Regions from separate parts of the Mus musculus genome. Here regions 2, 3 and 4 are each linked to region 1. Evidence: chromatin contacts called from public HiChIP or PLAC-seq and promoter capture Hi-C data. All regions are on one chromosome and are shown on one strand. The core of a region is the stretch at or near the end of the contact, and the rest is flanking DNA. Distances in the headings are between cores, read along the strand shown. Region 1 holds the start of Mtmr9 (myotubularin related protein 9). Region 2 overlaps Gm36025 (a long non-coding RNA gene). Region 3 has its middle 10 kb from the start of Gm41175. Region 4 has its middle 19 kb from the start of Gata4.

Region 1 (3,115 bases), core at 195-2,694:
CGGGGAGCCTTACCCTTCAAGGCTTTACTTTCATTTTTTTCTCTGTATAACTTTTCATTATTTTTCAGATTAAAAGTTTTCCATTCCACAATTTGTAGTTAATACAATGAGTCAAGTGAGGAAGGAAAGTAAACAAATCCGGTGTGGAAAACACCTCCACATTACTTCACCTCAGTCCATCAGCATCCATTGCTGGTTGTTTTCCTTTTGCAGATAAACTGGATCGCAGGAGTGAGTGATTTAGGAAGGGAAGGTTTTTAGAAAAGACAAGAACAAAATCAAGGACAAACACTGTGCAATCTGGTCAACTTCACTTTGCACACTCTGAAGTCAGCTACCTTGCTGTTCGTAGACACTGACTGGGTGGTGAGAATTTTCACTGCTAACACAGTAAAAGCAGGCCAGGACTCAAACATAATTCTTATTCTGGGATAAAGTAGAGGGATAGAAAGCAAGAAGAGGGAAATTCTATAGGTGGAACAACATTATGAACTAACCAGTACCCCGGAGCTCTTGACTCTAGCTGCATATGTATCAAAAGATGGCCTAGCCGGCCATCACTGGAAAGAGAGGCCCATTGGACTTGCAAACTTTATATGCCCCAGTACAGGGGAATGCCAGGGCCAAAAAGTGGGAGTGGGTGGGTAGGGGAGTGGGGGGGGGTATGGGGGACTTTTGGGATAGCATTGGAAATGTAAATGAGGAAAATACCTAATAAAAAATTAAAAAAAAAAAAAAAGAAGAGGGAAATTACAACAGCAAAACTCTGTCATTGCAGTGTCCGTGAGCAGTTCAGCTAGACTGTACTTAGCCGGGATACTATGAAGTCGTGACCAATATACCAAGGTCTTGATTTCAGGCTTTGCTACAGATTAACTGAACTATCTCTGAAGACACTAGAGTCCTTTCGCAGGGCGAGGATTAGTCAGTTTCTCTTTCCATCCTTTTAGAATATGCTGTTCTTGGTTAAAGTCATGGCGCTCTCAAAGAGTCTAAAGCATAGATTGTCCCATGTCTCTTCCAGACACCAAGATGCTACTTTTCGATCACAACCTCCGCTTCCATCCTACATTTGACATCTCTTCGTGACCAATTCATGAGACAACTACCAGGTAGCGCAAACGAAGAGCCCTTGAGGGACAGCACTCATGTGGAGGCTGGCAGGTCAGCGACGTCTTCTCGTCTCGCCTTTTCCGATAAGGAATATTTGAAGGGCAAGGATTGCGGCGGTAGAAGGTGAAAGAGGTTTTGGTTGGTTTTGTTTTGTTTTGTTTTGTTTTTCCATTGTAGGACCATAAAGTCATTGTTTCTGGCTGTGTTCCACCGGATCTAGCAAAGTACCAACTTCCGGTCCGGTTTCTATGTCTTCCGAGTCTCGAGTCCCTCTAATTGTGCAGGAGTTCCTGCCGGGTGCAACGCTCAGCAGCTACTTCCGCCAGAAGTCCCTGGCTGCTCGGGCTCGGATGCTGCTGCCCCGACGCCGGGTCCGTCTCCTCCGCAGCCCGCCCGTCAGACGCCGGTGGCAGCGGGGAGTGCAGGGCCTGGCGGGAAGCCTTCTCTGCGACCGAGTCCCGGCCAGTGGTGCGGAAGAGACTTGGAGAAGCGGCCAGGGCGGTGCCCGCAGGCCCTGGCGCACCCGCCCAGCCGGGGCGGGGCTCGACCTCCCGGGCCCGCCCAGCCGGGGCTCCGTCCGGGTCTGCGGATTAACCGCCGGGCACCTGCGGGACTGGGCCTCCCGCCCCTAGGCTGCGCCCAATATGGAGTTTGCGGAGCTGATTAAAACCCCACGGGTAGACAATGTGGTGCTGCACCGGCCTTTCTACACCGCCGTGGAAGGGACCCTGTGTCTGACAGGCCACCACCTGATCCTGTCTTCCCGGCAGGACAACACGGAGGAGCTCTGGCTCCTCCATTCAAATATCGACGCCATCGACAAACGGTGAGCGCCCACCACACCCAGGTCCCGGAGGAGCCTGGAACGGAACAGACGCTTTCAGGTGGTTTTTTATGGGTATCCTGGCTCAGCCAGCCAAATGAGCCTTCTGGGGCCTAGATCTATCTGCACTGGCCACCTGGCATCCCCAGGCTAAGGTCTCAGAGTCGTAGTGGTCATTTTGAACAGCATTTGGGCGTATTTTTAAATGTTCTTTGTAAAAAAAAAATTTCTTCCACCACATTTCTTGAATTATTGGTTGTTGTTAATCTGACTTCACGAAGTTATGATTCAATACAATTTAAAGCGACCCCTCCCCCACGATCTCGTTTTTAAATAGGCATGCTCAGCCCTTTGCAGCATAGGCCGGTCTTGAACTTCCAACTCTCCAGCCCCAGCCTCCCAAGTAAGTGCTGGAATTACAGTTGTGTGTGTATGGGCCGCTATGCCTGGCCATAGTATTTAACTGAGTACACTGTCATTTTTTCCATATATATGCATATGCATTTTAGTCTCTCCTTAAAACGTTTTAAAATCGGTAAGGTGCACCCCTGTAATAGCTGATGGGGAGTGCCGATGCAGGTGGATGACAAATTTTACACCCCTGCTCATTTAGGGAAGACTGAGTTTATCATATTGCATCTTACTTATTCTCTGGAATGATCACTTCCCACTGAGGGTAATCATTAGCCCTTAACATTCAGTTTTTCTTGTGAAAAGAAAGGGGCTGGCTCTAAAGGAACATAGGAACTAATTCATCTTTATTTCCCTACTCCATCACTTTAAATTTTTTATTTTTACTTATGTGTGTATGTGTGTATCTGTGTACAAGATACCATCAGCAGACTACTAGACTCCTCAGTTCATCTTTATTGCATAAATGTATTCAATGGTCTCTCATGCCTGCATGATAAAGACTGAATCCCTGGTTCTCTGTGTTCTGGTTCTCACCTACTGTCCTCACTAGTTTTCTTACCATTTTCATGATTTCATGTAATTTCTTACAGATTTGTGGGCTCTCTGGGTACCATCATCATAAAATGTAAAGATTTCCGAATCATTCAGTTGGATATTCCTGGAATGGAGGAGTGTTTAAATATAGCCAGTTCCATTGAGGTAAGTATGCTGCAGGCAAAATTCTGATAGGAAAATGGCGATATTTTGATTTTGTACAGCCCTTGA
Region 2 (3,115 bases), core at 446-2,945, 450 kb after region 1:
CACCATTCTTAGTCAGGCATGTGGGATCCACTCTGTTTTTATTCTGTTCATGTCATGTGATATAAAAATATTGAATTATGTGTGTATGTTTGTGTGTGTGTATGCATGTGTGTGTATGCATGTATGTGTGTATGGTATATGTAGCATGTAGTATGTATGTGTGAGTGTGTATGCACATGCCATGTTACACATGTGTAGCTTAGAGAACAATTTTTGGAAATTGGTTTTCTCCTTCCACTATGTGGGTCCCAGGAATTAAGCTCAGACCCTTCTTTAGGCTTGGCAGCAAGTGCCTTTACCCACTGAACTATCTCTCTAGCCTCTACGTAAAATTTTAAACCTAATCCTTCTGAACTCTCCCATGTGGGTTGAGTCTGATTGATTCTGGAGAATGTTATAGCACTCATGTTATTGGGACCCAGTTTTTGGATTTTTGAAAACTATCTAGAGTGGGTGCACCAAGTCTCCACATGAGAAGTGGGTTTGAACGCCATAATTCACTCATTTGCCTTTCTCGCAGTCACTTAGCCAATAGCTGCTTAGTGCTGTTGTGAGCCAGCTATTGGAAGGGTCTCAGAAAGCCCTTGGAAAGCAATGAAACAGCATCCAGCCAGGCCATGGACCACAAGTGAGGCTGAGAAAGAGCTGAGGTCTGGGTGTTCCTGGGATAGCACAGCTAGAACACCTTAGCTGTACATCTTTGGTCTTTGGCCTGGATGGGTGCTTTTGTTGTTGTTTGTTTTGTTTTGTTTTGTTTTGTTTTGTTTTGTTTGAGACAGGGTCTTTCTATGTCGTCCTAGCTCTCCTGAAACTCACTGTATAAACCTCCCTGGTGCTGGGGTTAAAGGCATGGGAAGATGAGGCTATTCATGACTTGAGTACATCTGGACCTCTTTGGCCTTAGCAAGAAAATACCTTCCCTGGGGACATCCCCCAATGGTTGATTCAGGATTGTCTGGGTCCCAGGGTATTTTCATTTAGACAGTCACTTTACGGGAATTTAAAAAAAAAAAATCTTTAAAGGCTTTAAATGGGAGCTGGCAGGATGGCTCAGTAGGTAGACGTATTTGCCATCAAGCTTGATAACCTGAGTTTTGATTCCCCTGGCACCCAGCCACCCCTGCCTAATAATACATACATACACATATACAATAAAGATCTCAGTTAGCTTTATCATTTCATCCTAGCACTGAGCAACATGTCACTGACTGTTTGTTACAGGAAGCCAGGCAGAGGAGGTCAGTTTCAAAAAAAAAGGACTTGAAGAAGCCAGGGACAAAACACAATGTGGCTTTCCTCGCACAACTGGGTCCAGAGATTGAACAATGCGTGAGCTGTTTGGTTGGCAAGCGTGACTCCAGGTGACTACCTTCCTGGTTTAATGATTAAGGCAGTGGGAAGTGACTACACTGAACTGGTAGAGAGAACCGCCCTTCGTTTTTCTCCTAGTTTGGAGCTGGTGTTGTTTCTTAGTTTGGAGTTGTGGAACTTCATCATGGATGACTCTGTTTAGGTTGTTAGTACAGAAGATAAGCCCCAAACTGTAGACGCTTTCTGGCTTATTTAGCTCAAGGTGCCACTTTCTTCCTTTTGTGTCCCTTCCTTTTGTCTTTCTGTTCTTCTTTCCTTCTCCTTTGACAGTGTCTCCTCTAGCTCCGGCTGGTCTTGATTTAGAGCAGAGGAGGACCTTGAACTTTGATCCTGGTGGCTCTACCTTCCAAGTGCTGCCATTACAGACATGTGAAGCCACACCTGGTTATGCAGTGCAAGGGATCGAATCCAGGGTCTCATGCAGACTAGGTAAGCCTGCTACCAACACCCCCAGTGTCTGCTTTAGGAGACAGGTCTCCTGTAGAACAGGATATGCACTTACATGGTACTACATACATGTGAAGATCAGAGGACAACCTTGTGGACTTGATTCTCTTTACTCTTGACTTTACTGGCATTTAGGGATTGAACTCAAGTTGCCAGATTTGCATGGCAAACTCCTTTATCTGCTGGGACATTTCTTATAGACGCCAGGACCATACTGCCCACAATGGGCAAATGTTCTACAGGTTTGCCTGCAGACCCGTCTTTTTTTTTTTTTTTTTTTTTTTTTTTTGACAACATTTAATTGGGGCTAGCTTACAGGTTCAGAGGTTCAGTCCATTACCATCGAGGGGGGGATATGGCAGCATCCAGGCAGGCATGGCGCAGGAGGAGCTGAGAGTTCTATGTCTTCATCCGAAGGCTGCTAGCAGAACACTGCCTTCCAGGCAGCTAGGATGAGTCTATTAAAGTCCACGCCCACAGTGACACACTTACTCTAACAGGGCCATACCTTCTAATATTGCTACTCCCTGGACCAAGCCTATAAAACCCATCACAGATGTCTAGATGTGGCTCTGTCCCTCTCCCCACTATTTAATAATTGCATTAATATTTCTTTCATATGTATGTATTTTAGAAGCTTCTACTATATCAGTTTTCCATAAAAGCCCACAAATGGCCCTTAGTTTTAGGTGCTCCTCCCAGTGTCCCAGACGACTAAAGATACTGAACATTTCTTTAGTATTTCCCAGCCATTTTTGTTTCAACTTTTTTTTTCCGAGTTACAAGCTTTATTGACAAGCTATAAACACCACAAGTAGAACCCTCCCACTCAGCTAGACAGTCGCCACAGCCGTCTCGGCGGCCACACCCTTCCACGTCCCTTTTACATCTGCAAAACCCGCTTTTGTCAGTGTATACGCTATACTCTGTGCTTATCTGCAAACCCAAATCTTCCCACCCCTACTGTCCCCGTGTCTCGTTTTAAGACCTGCTCGTTTATTTGAGGTAATTGTAATCTTGTCCCTTATCTGTCCCAGCAACCAAACTCTGCTCCTTCCAAGTCAGCACCAAAGGATCAGGTCACGTCCAGATGGATGACAAGGATGGGATTTATAGCCGCAGATGCGTTTGCAGAAGACACGCAGAGGGTGGAAAGAGGTACTGGCGTGAGTGAAGTTTCCTGCAGAGATCCCAGCCGGACCCGCCGCAGCTGACAGCAAGCGCAGCGGCTCTTGTTTCAACTTTTGAGAATTACCAATTTAGATCTCTACCTCATTTTTTTTTTTGAAGAACATGA
Region 3 (3,115 bases), core at 211-2,710, 290 kb before region 1:
CATGATGCCTTCCCTTCCCTGGTTTAGCTTTGGAGCATGATTGGCCTTCCTAGGTCTGAACACATCAGTTCATTATATGAGACTCTCCAGCACTGTACTGCTCATCCTGCTGTCTAGTGTTACCTGGTTGCATGGTTCATAGAGGCTGCAGCCCCACCTCTGCTTCTTAGAGACAGGAAAACAGAAGCTCCTGGGAGGCAAGTAACCTGCCTAGAAATGTCAGGACAGGAGAAGACATGGCTCCAGCCCTATGCTCATCCCCACCTCAGGTTGACACCTTCTCAGATTCCTGCCTGGGGCCCTCCTGCTGTGTTTGTTGGATGGAAACAAAATGGCAGATTTCTTGGTATCCATCTCACTCTCTACCAGGCTATGTGAGCCACTTAATCATTGTGAGCTTTGACAAGAAAAAAAATGATACGGGAAGAGCCTGAAAATGAGTGAACACTTGAGGCAGACCAGAATCTACTGTGTAGTCCCTCAGCTGTACCTCTGACTGACCATAGAACCCTGTTCAAGGCATTATGGGTCTCTGTTTCATGGCCTGTAACATGGAGTGAGATTTCTAGCCTTGTAAGATTTTGGTGGACCAAGCTAGGTGAGGGAGCAGCATCAGTCTCTTGCTTTGCTTGCTCTTAGTCAAGTCAGCATCCCTGACCTTGTAAAAGTATCCTGCTACGATTGGCTAACACTGCCCCATGGTCCTGATGGGGATTACTCTGACAGCATGATTCCTGGTGCTACGGGGAACTTGAGAGCTTGGCTGTCCCCTGATTGTCTTCCTTCCCTTGATAAGTCATCCTGGGAACACTCTGGGCTTCACACGCTTCCCCAGCCTCGACATTCTTGGCATGTACACGAGTGCACTGTCTCAAGTGGCACCTAGTGGTAGGCACTTCTACCATAGGGCAGCCCACAAACTACAGAAAGGCATGCCCATTCTGACAGGCGCTTCCTCAGCCAGGGTATAGTCATGAACAGTTGATACCCACAGACACAGTCCCTGAGAATCACTGCCATCACAGACCTCAAAGGCAGGAATATGTGTCCCTTCCCAGAGTTAGGAGTTGACTCAGCCATCATACTTTTCCCTCTGGCTTCTCTTCATTTTGCCCCAAACCTGCATTTCTTGGAAGACCTGGAAACATTGTATCTGAATGGCCATATCTGGGCCTGAACATGGATAGCATAGGTCCAGAGAGAAAGGGGTCTAAACCTTGCAGATGGATTAGATTCTGGCATGGATTTCTGGGAGGGGTGTTTATATAGGTGGGCGGCCTCAAAGTCTCCAGAAAACAATGTCCAAAGAGATACTGAAGAAGAAAGAAAGAGTAAGAAGTTCCTGGGATATGTCTCAAGCATCTCTTGATAACTAAGAGAATAGGGAGATTGCGGGGGGAGGGGGCAGGAGGAATGCTAAAGACTATGCTACTCTCATGCAAGCAATGATCTCCTTCTTTATCTCAAGGAATTCCATCTATGTTCCCATCAGTTAGAGCGAGGGAGCAGCTTGTGCTACAGCAGTTAGGCAGTGTCTGAATTTGTCTGTTAAAAACTGTCTTGGATGGCTCAGCCACCTTGTGCAAGATTTGTAAACCACGAACAAAAATCAGACTTGTGCATTCTCAGCCTAAATAAGGGAGGAGCTGCCTTCTGCCTGCAGGGCTTTCCCTGCCTAGGTTGTGCTTTATAGAACCCGGGGATTCTCTTCTTCCTTATAACTACGTCTCAAGACCTTGTGAAGCTGTGTTAGTTCACTTGAATTAGCCTCACAGACATTGTCAATGAGCTGGAAGCTAGCATACTTAGAATATCACTCCACCACACAGCACACACTGAAAGGCTGACTTCCTGAGCATTTATGCTTTCAGGCCCTTGAAGAGTCCCCTTGTACTTATATTAGCTTCAACGGGAAAACAGAGGCAAGTTGATGTCCATGTTGGCAGGGGATGGGGACAGAAAAGTGAGGTTTGTCAGTGGGTATGCAGTGACATCTATCTGGGAAAGATGAAACTGGCCAAAAGCTGAGGTGGAAGGTTCGACTTGGCCCTCTGGGGACAGGTTACTCCATATAGATGGCCACAAATAAAGAAAGGGAAACATCCAACAGGTCAGATCCTCCCCAGAGCACACCAGCTCCAAGCTATGGTCTGTGTCAGGATCAGGTTGGTAGGGCTACAGTAATAGCTCCTGGTGCACACTACCCGCCACCCTGCCCTCAGCCACAGAGATCACAGGCTCATTGCTCCACTTAAGCCAAATTTTTTTTTCTTGAATTAAGTCAATACATCCCCAAAACCATGAAAAGTAGAGTCTCTAAAGGAAATTAAACATTTCGAACCAAAGAGGATGAAAACAAACTGTAAACACAGAAACACAAAGTGCACATCAGATCGCGTACAGAACCAAACAGGATTAGTACATCGAATCATTTCAAATGAAAGCAAAGAAAACTTTTTGTTGTGGTTGTTAGCTCTTAAATTCAGGCAAAGAATCACTGTAGCATGCTCACCTTGAACCAGAGATTGGTCATTGTGGTTCTTGGATAAAGAGAAAAAAAAAAAAAAACCAATCTGTGAGGGATATGGAAAACAGCTTGGAATCTGAGGTGAAGGGGGTGGAGGGAAACTGGAAGATTGCATAGCTGTGAGACAGTGGCTTCTCACCAAGGCGAGCGAGTACATCATCTGAGAAATAGCATCTGATAGATTGATTTGATTTTCTGTTCATTTCTGTTTGCAGTATTTTGTTCTCTGTCCATCAGACACATCATACACAGAAACGCATATACAGTACACACACACACACACACACACACACACACACCAGCACTAAAGACCAAAACCACACAAGCCAACCCCAACCTTTGAAAGACCCATTGCTGCCTGTTCCAGCAAAGTTTGGATTCACCAGTACACCGTGCCTGAATCCCCACACTACTTCTTACACAAAGTTAGATCTCAGATTTTTGCTTACAGTAGCAGTTAAAAGAGAGGATTGGGGACGAGGCATGAAGAAAAGCACCAGAAATGGTTTGATTCTCTTACTGATCTCTCTGTGGCAATGCCCCACATTTTGGTTAGGGGAGAGTCACTACTTTTTAAGAAATGAGAGA
Region 4 (3,115 bases), core at 456-2,955, 280 kb after region 1:
TTATATAACCAAGATCATTAGCCAAGCTCGGCGCCTCCCTCCTTTAATCCCAGCCCTGAGGAGGCTGAGGCCACAGGGGCACCAGGATTTGAGGCCAGCCAGTCTGGGTTACAGATTAAAGACCACCCCAACTCCAAAACAAACAAAAACCAGAAAGAAAGGAAGGTAGAAAGGCTGCTGGCGGGTTGAAATTTGACGTAGGGAAATCAGAAGGGGAGCCAAGCATGAACTCAGAACACTGTACTCTGCTCTCTCATGATCTGAAACAGCAAAACGGAAGGAAGTTGAACCCGACTCTGGAATTCTTAAACACTGTTCAGGCAAAACATGAAGGGTTATTGGAGGGGGCGATGTCTCAAAGTGTTTCTAGACCCTTAACATTGACAAGCAGAATTGAAGAGTTCTTGTATTTAGACTTACTCCTGAAGTCCCACAGACAGCACCAACCCACCAGACCAGGAACTACTGGGGGCCGGGTGGGGAGTGGGAGAGACTTGGGGTTTAGGGGCTGTTCTGGGAGCCCAAGTGAATGGGCCTTGGTGTTCTGCACTCTCTTAGCAATCTCTTTGGGTTTTTTTGTTTGTTTGTTTGTTTGTTTGTTTTTGTTTTTTTTTTTTTGGTTTTTTTTTTTTTTTTTGTGCCTTCCTGGTTCCCTTGTGTTCGACCACCACCACTCCCGTCACCACTACTGCAGGGGGTTTACCTCTACTGTTGATAAAGGAAGGGCTGCTATCTAATCTGGTCCGCACCAAGAACAATCCATTAGCCCTCAGTATTTAGCATTTATCCGGGGTGGGGGAGGAGGAAAAGATTATGCTGCCTCATCCTACTGCAGCCTGAGTTGTGCCTCTGAGGAGAGAGGAACGAATGAAACTCAAAAACTCACCAGGAAATCTGTGTCCCCTCGGGCTGATAAATTATATTTTCACCCGTTGCTATACCCCTTTGAGTTGGAGGGGTGGTTTTTCTTTTAAAGAGGTGTATATGCTCTTACTTTAGGTGTGAAAGATTCCATTTTTCACCCAATGTCCCTTAGGGCGGCAGAGATGGGAATCCGTCCAGTCATTCATTCTTTCGTTCATTCATTCATTCAGCAAACATTTGCAAAGCTTCACTCCACGCCAAGCCTTGTGCCTTGTACTGACAGGTTAAATTATTTGCCCAAGATGAGGGTTATGCTGACAACTGGGGCGGGACCCTAAATCAACTATTGTAGTCCTATGACTGACCGCTTCTCTTCCCCCAAGGCACACAAATCGGAGCCACGGGGAGTGGGAAGGGCTCCAGAGGTTATCAGGTCCAGCCTTCCATTCAATTCAAGAATCCCCTCCCCAGAATGCTAGTGAGCAGGCCGCTGACTCTGCCCTCCACCAGCTACGAGAGCAGCTTCCTGGGGTTCCCCTTCCAGAAAGTGGTGTAGCAGTCCAAGGTCCTCAGCTGCGCCATAATCTAGGCTTGCTCTTGCCTAAGTTCAGAGAGCCAACCCTCGTCTACTGCTGTGGTTCTGTGTGCCTGGCTCCTCCAAGAGCCAGAGGTTACTAATTCTCCCACGTAAGCATCCTTGCTTCTCCTCTCCAGTCCTGGAAGTGGGGATTCCAGAATTGATGGCACTTCCCCCCCTTGAAACCTGAAAGTGGGAAGGGCCTTGGCCAAGCTGCTTTTCCTTAGTTGCCCACAGGGGATGCATGTTGCCTGGTCAGAGAAAGCCCCAGGCAGTAGCCAAACAATGTCCAGAGGCTGGATTCTAGATCCAATATAGCTCAGTGACAGGCTAGGTGACCTCAGAGAGGTTATTTTTGTAGCATATTCTAGAAATAAGATGCATGCATGTGCTCAGTAGCTGAGCTTGCCACCTTTTGCAAAGATAAAATTGATCTCTAGAAGTAGTCTGAGATTACAAAAAAAAAAAAAAAAAAACCCAATGTATAGACAACAAAGAACATTCTGGAAGCTTTTCTACCACTTTACTGACTGGTTATCTTAGGCAAATTACCTTTAAAAAAAAAAAAAAGACTGTGTTTCAGTTTCCTGTGTTTTAAAGTCCTCCTAAACCGGTCTGCAGACAAGCCTCTGGGTCCCCAAAATAGTCAATAGTTAACACGGTGACATGGTAAAAAGCCTTCAGCTAGACATTAATAGCCTCGTTGATTTTTTTCTTTCTCTCTGTTTTTTTCCTCTCTAAACTTATGACTTACAAATTCTTCAGATATCAAATATGTTCAATAAGAAGCAGACAATATCCTAAGTCCACGAGCATTATCTTTAACTGTCTTATCCAAAATTGGGAATTGAGCCCTGTCAGAGGCAGACCAGGAGCTGTGGCTGTGGTCTTTTGGGTCAGTCTCCATGCAAATCCCTGTGACTCTTTGCTTCGCTGTTTCCACAGAAAGAAATGTACCCAAAGGAATTGCTGAGGCTCCTATAAGAAAATGCATCTATAACCAAATCTGAGGACTTGACAATTACACTTCAGAAGTGTGGTTAGTGTAACAAAAATTGGTAGCAACCTAGTAAACAGCTAGGATTTACTATTGTTATGCTTTCTTGACATATTTAATGAGATAGCAAAGTCTCAAAGTAGCCTTTTATTTTTTATGTTTTTAAGGTTTTTCTGATTGTTTGCTAGCCGTGATATTCCGAGCCTCCTTTGTGCTAACAATGTGCTTAGCACTGAGTCCAACTTTTAAATTAACAAGGATTGAGAGCCACTCTTTAGGAAATAAAACTCCCCTGAGAAGACAAAATAAAGCGGTTATGTTCTTCATGGTTCTTTTCATAGGTGTAGTTAAGCGTCCGGGTTTTTTTGTTGTTATCCATTCTGTCTTTTCAAATGAGCTATAAAGTGAATGTGTTTCTTTCAAATTAAAAACAAACAAGCAAACAATTTTTTGAAAGAAATGGGGAGGGCTGATCAGATCTTGAGTGGGTCTGCCTCCCCAAGATCTTTATGGCTGTTTTCAAGGTAAAGGCTGTATAGGCTCCTAACTCAATATGTATGGTCAGACTGTACAACAGCTGCGGGGATACTTCCTGCCTGGGGAGGTTGCTGCCTGAAGCCACGATTTCTATAGAGTGCCTCCCTTCCTCCTGTGGGGAGCTTCACCACCCTCCAGGC

The links. Promoter capture Hi-C pulls out the DNA fragments that hold promoters and counts their contacts. HiChIP or PLAC-seq counts read pairs in DNA pulled down with a chosen protein or histone mark.
Region 2: a contact with region 1 is called in a promoter capture Hi-C map of liver, with 2.2 times the contacts expected there. The contact joins the enhancer-like site here to the promoter of Mtmr9 in region 1. A contact is called at or near these places in 6 of 39 promoter capture datasets (cranial neural crest, embryonic stem cells, hippocampal neurons and 3 more), 1 of 484 Hi-C or Micro-C datasets (embryonic fibroblasts) and 2 of 115 datasets of contacts at active chromatin or transcription factors (large pre-B cells and stem cell-derived neural progenitor cells).
Region 3: a contact with region 1 is called in an H3K27ac HiChIP or PLAC-seq map of extraembryonic endoderm stem cells. The contact joins the enhancer-like site here to the promoter of Mtmr9 in region 1. A contact is called at or near these places in 10 of 39 promoter capture datasets (the 3T3-L1 cell line, 3T3-L1-derived adipocytes, the C10 cell line and 4 more), 10 of 115 datasets of contacts at active chromatin or transcription factors (acute myeloid leukemia, bone marrow-derived macrophages, embryonic basal ganglia and 7 more) and 1 of 9 other capture datasets (pancreatic islet).
Region 4: an H3K27ac HiChIP or PLAC-seq map of extraembryonic endoderm stem cells shows a contact between it and region 1. The contact joins the enhancer-like site here to the promoter of Mtmr9 in region 1. A contact is called at or near these places in 11 of 39 promoter capture datasets (the 3T3-L1 cell line, 3T3-L1-derived adipocytes, embryonic stem cells and 4 more), 3 of 115 datasets of contacts at active chromatin or transcription factors (extraembryonic endoderm stem cells, large pre-B cells and pro-B cells) and 2 of 9 other capture datasets (adipose tissue and pancreatic islet).

Annotation. Positions count from the first base shown.
Region 1 is chr14:63,542,282-63,545,396 of GRCm38.p6, reverse strand. It overlaps Mtmr9 (myotubularin related protein 9), which reads left to right and starts at 1,444. Exons shown (of 10, transcript NM_177594.1): 1 at 1,444-1,939; 2 at 2,941-3,049. The coding sequence starts at 1,758.
Region 2 is chr14:63,092,066-63,095,180 of GRCm38.p6, reverse strand. It overlaps Gm36025 (a long non-coding RNA gene), which reads left to right. Exons shown (of 3, transcript XR_874691.2): 2 at 1,222-1,800; 3 at 2,856-3,115. Among named protein-coding and RNA genes, the nearest start is that of Gm23629, 5.9 kb to the left of the region's middle. Within about 2 kb of position 1,695, at least 19 of the 459 cell types and tissues checked have an H3K27ac peak or open chromatin away from gene starts, as enhancers often do. A contact at or near this core is called in liver, where this site is marked.
Region 3 is chr14:63,834,531-63,837,645 of GRCm38.p6, reverse strand. It overlaps a transcript of Xkr6 not described here. Among named protein-coding and RNA genes, the nearest start is that of Gm41175, 10 kb to the right of the region's middle. Within about 2 kb of position 1,460, at least 1 of the 459 cell types and tissues checked has an H3K27ac peak or open chromatin away from gene starts, as enhancers often do. A contact at or near this core is called in extraembryonic endoderm stem cells, where this site is marked.
Region 4 is chr14:63,263,056-63,266,170 of GRCm38.p6, reverse strand. It overlaps a transcript of Gata4 not described here. Among named protein-coding and RNA genes, the nearest start is that of Gata4, 19 kb to the right of the region's middle. Within about 2 kb of position 1,705, at least 18 of the 459 cell types and tissues checked have an H3K27ac peak or open chromatin away from gene starts, as enhancers often do. A contact at or near this core is called in extraembryonic endoderm stem cells, where this site is marked.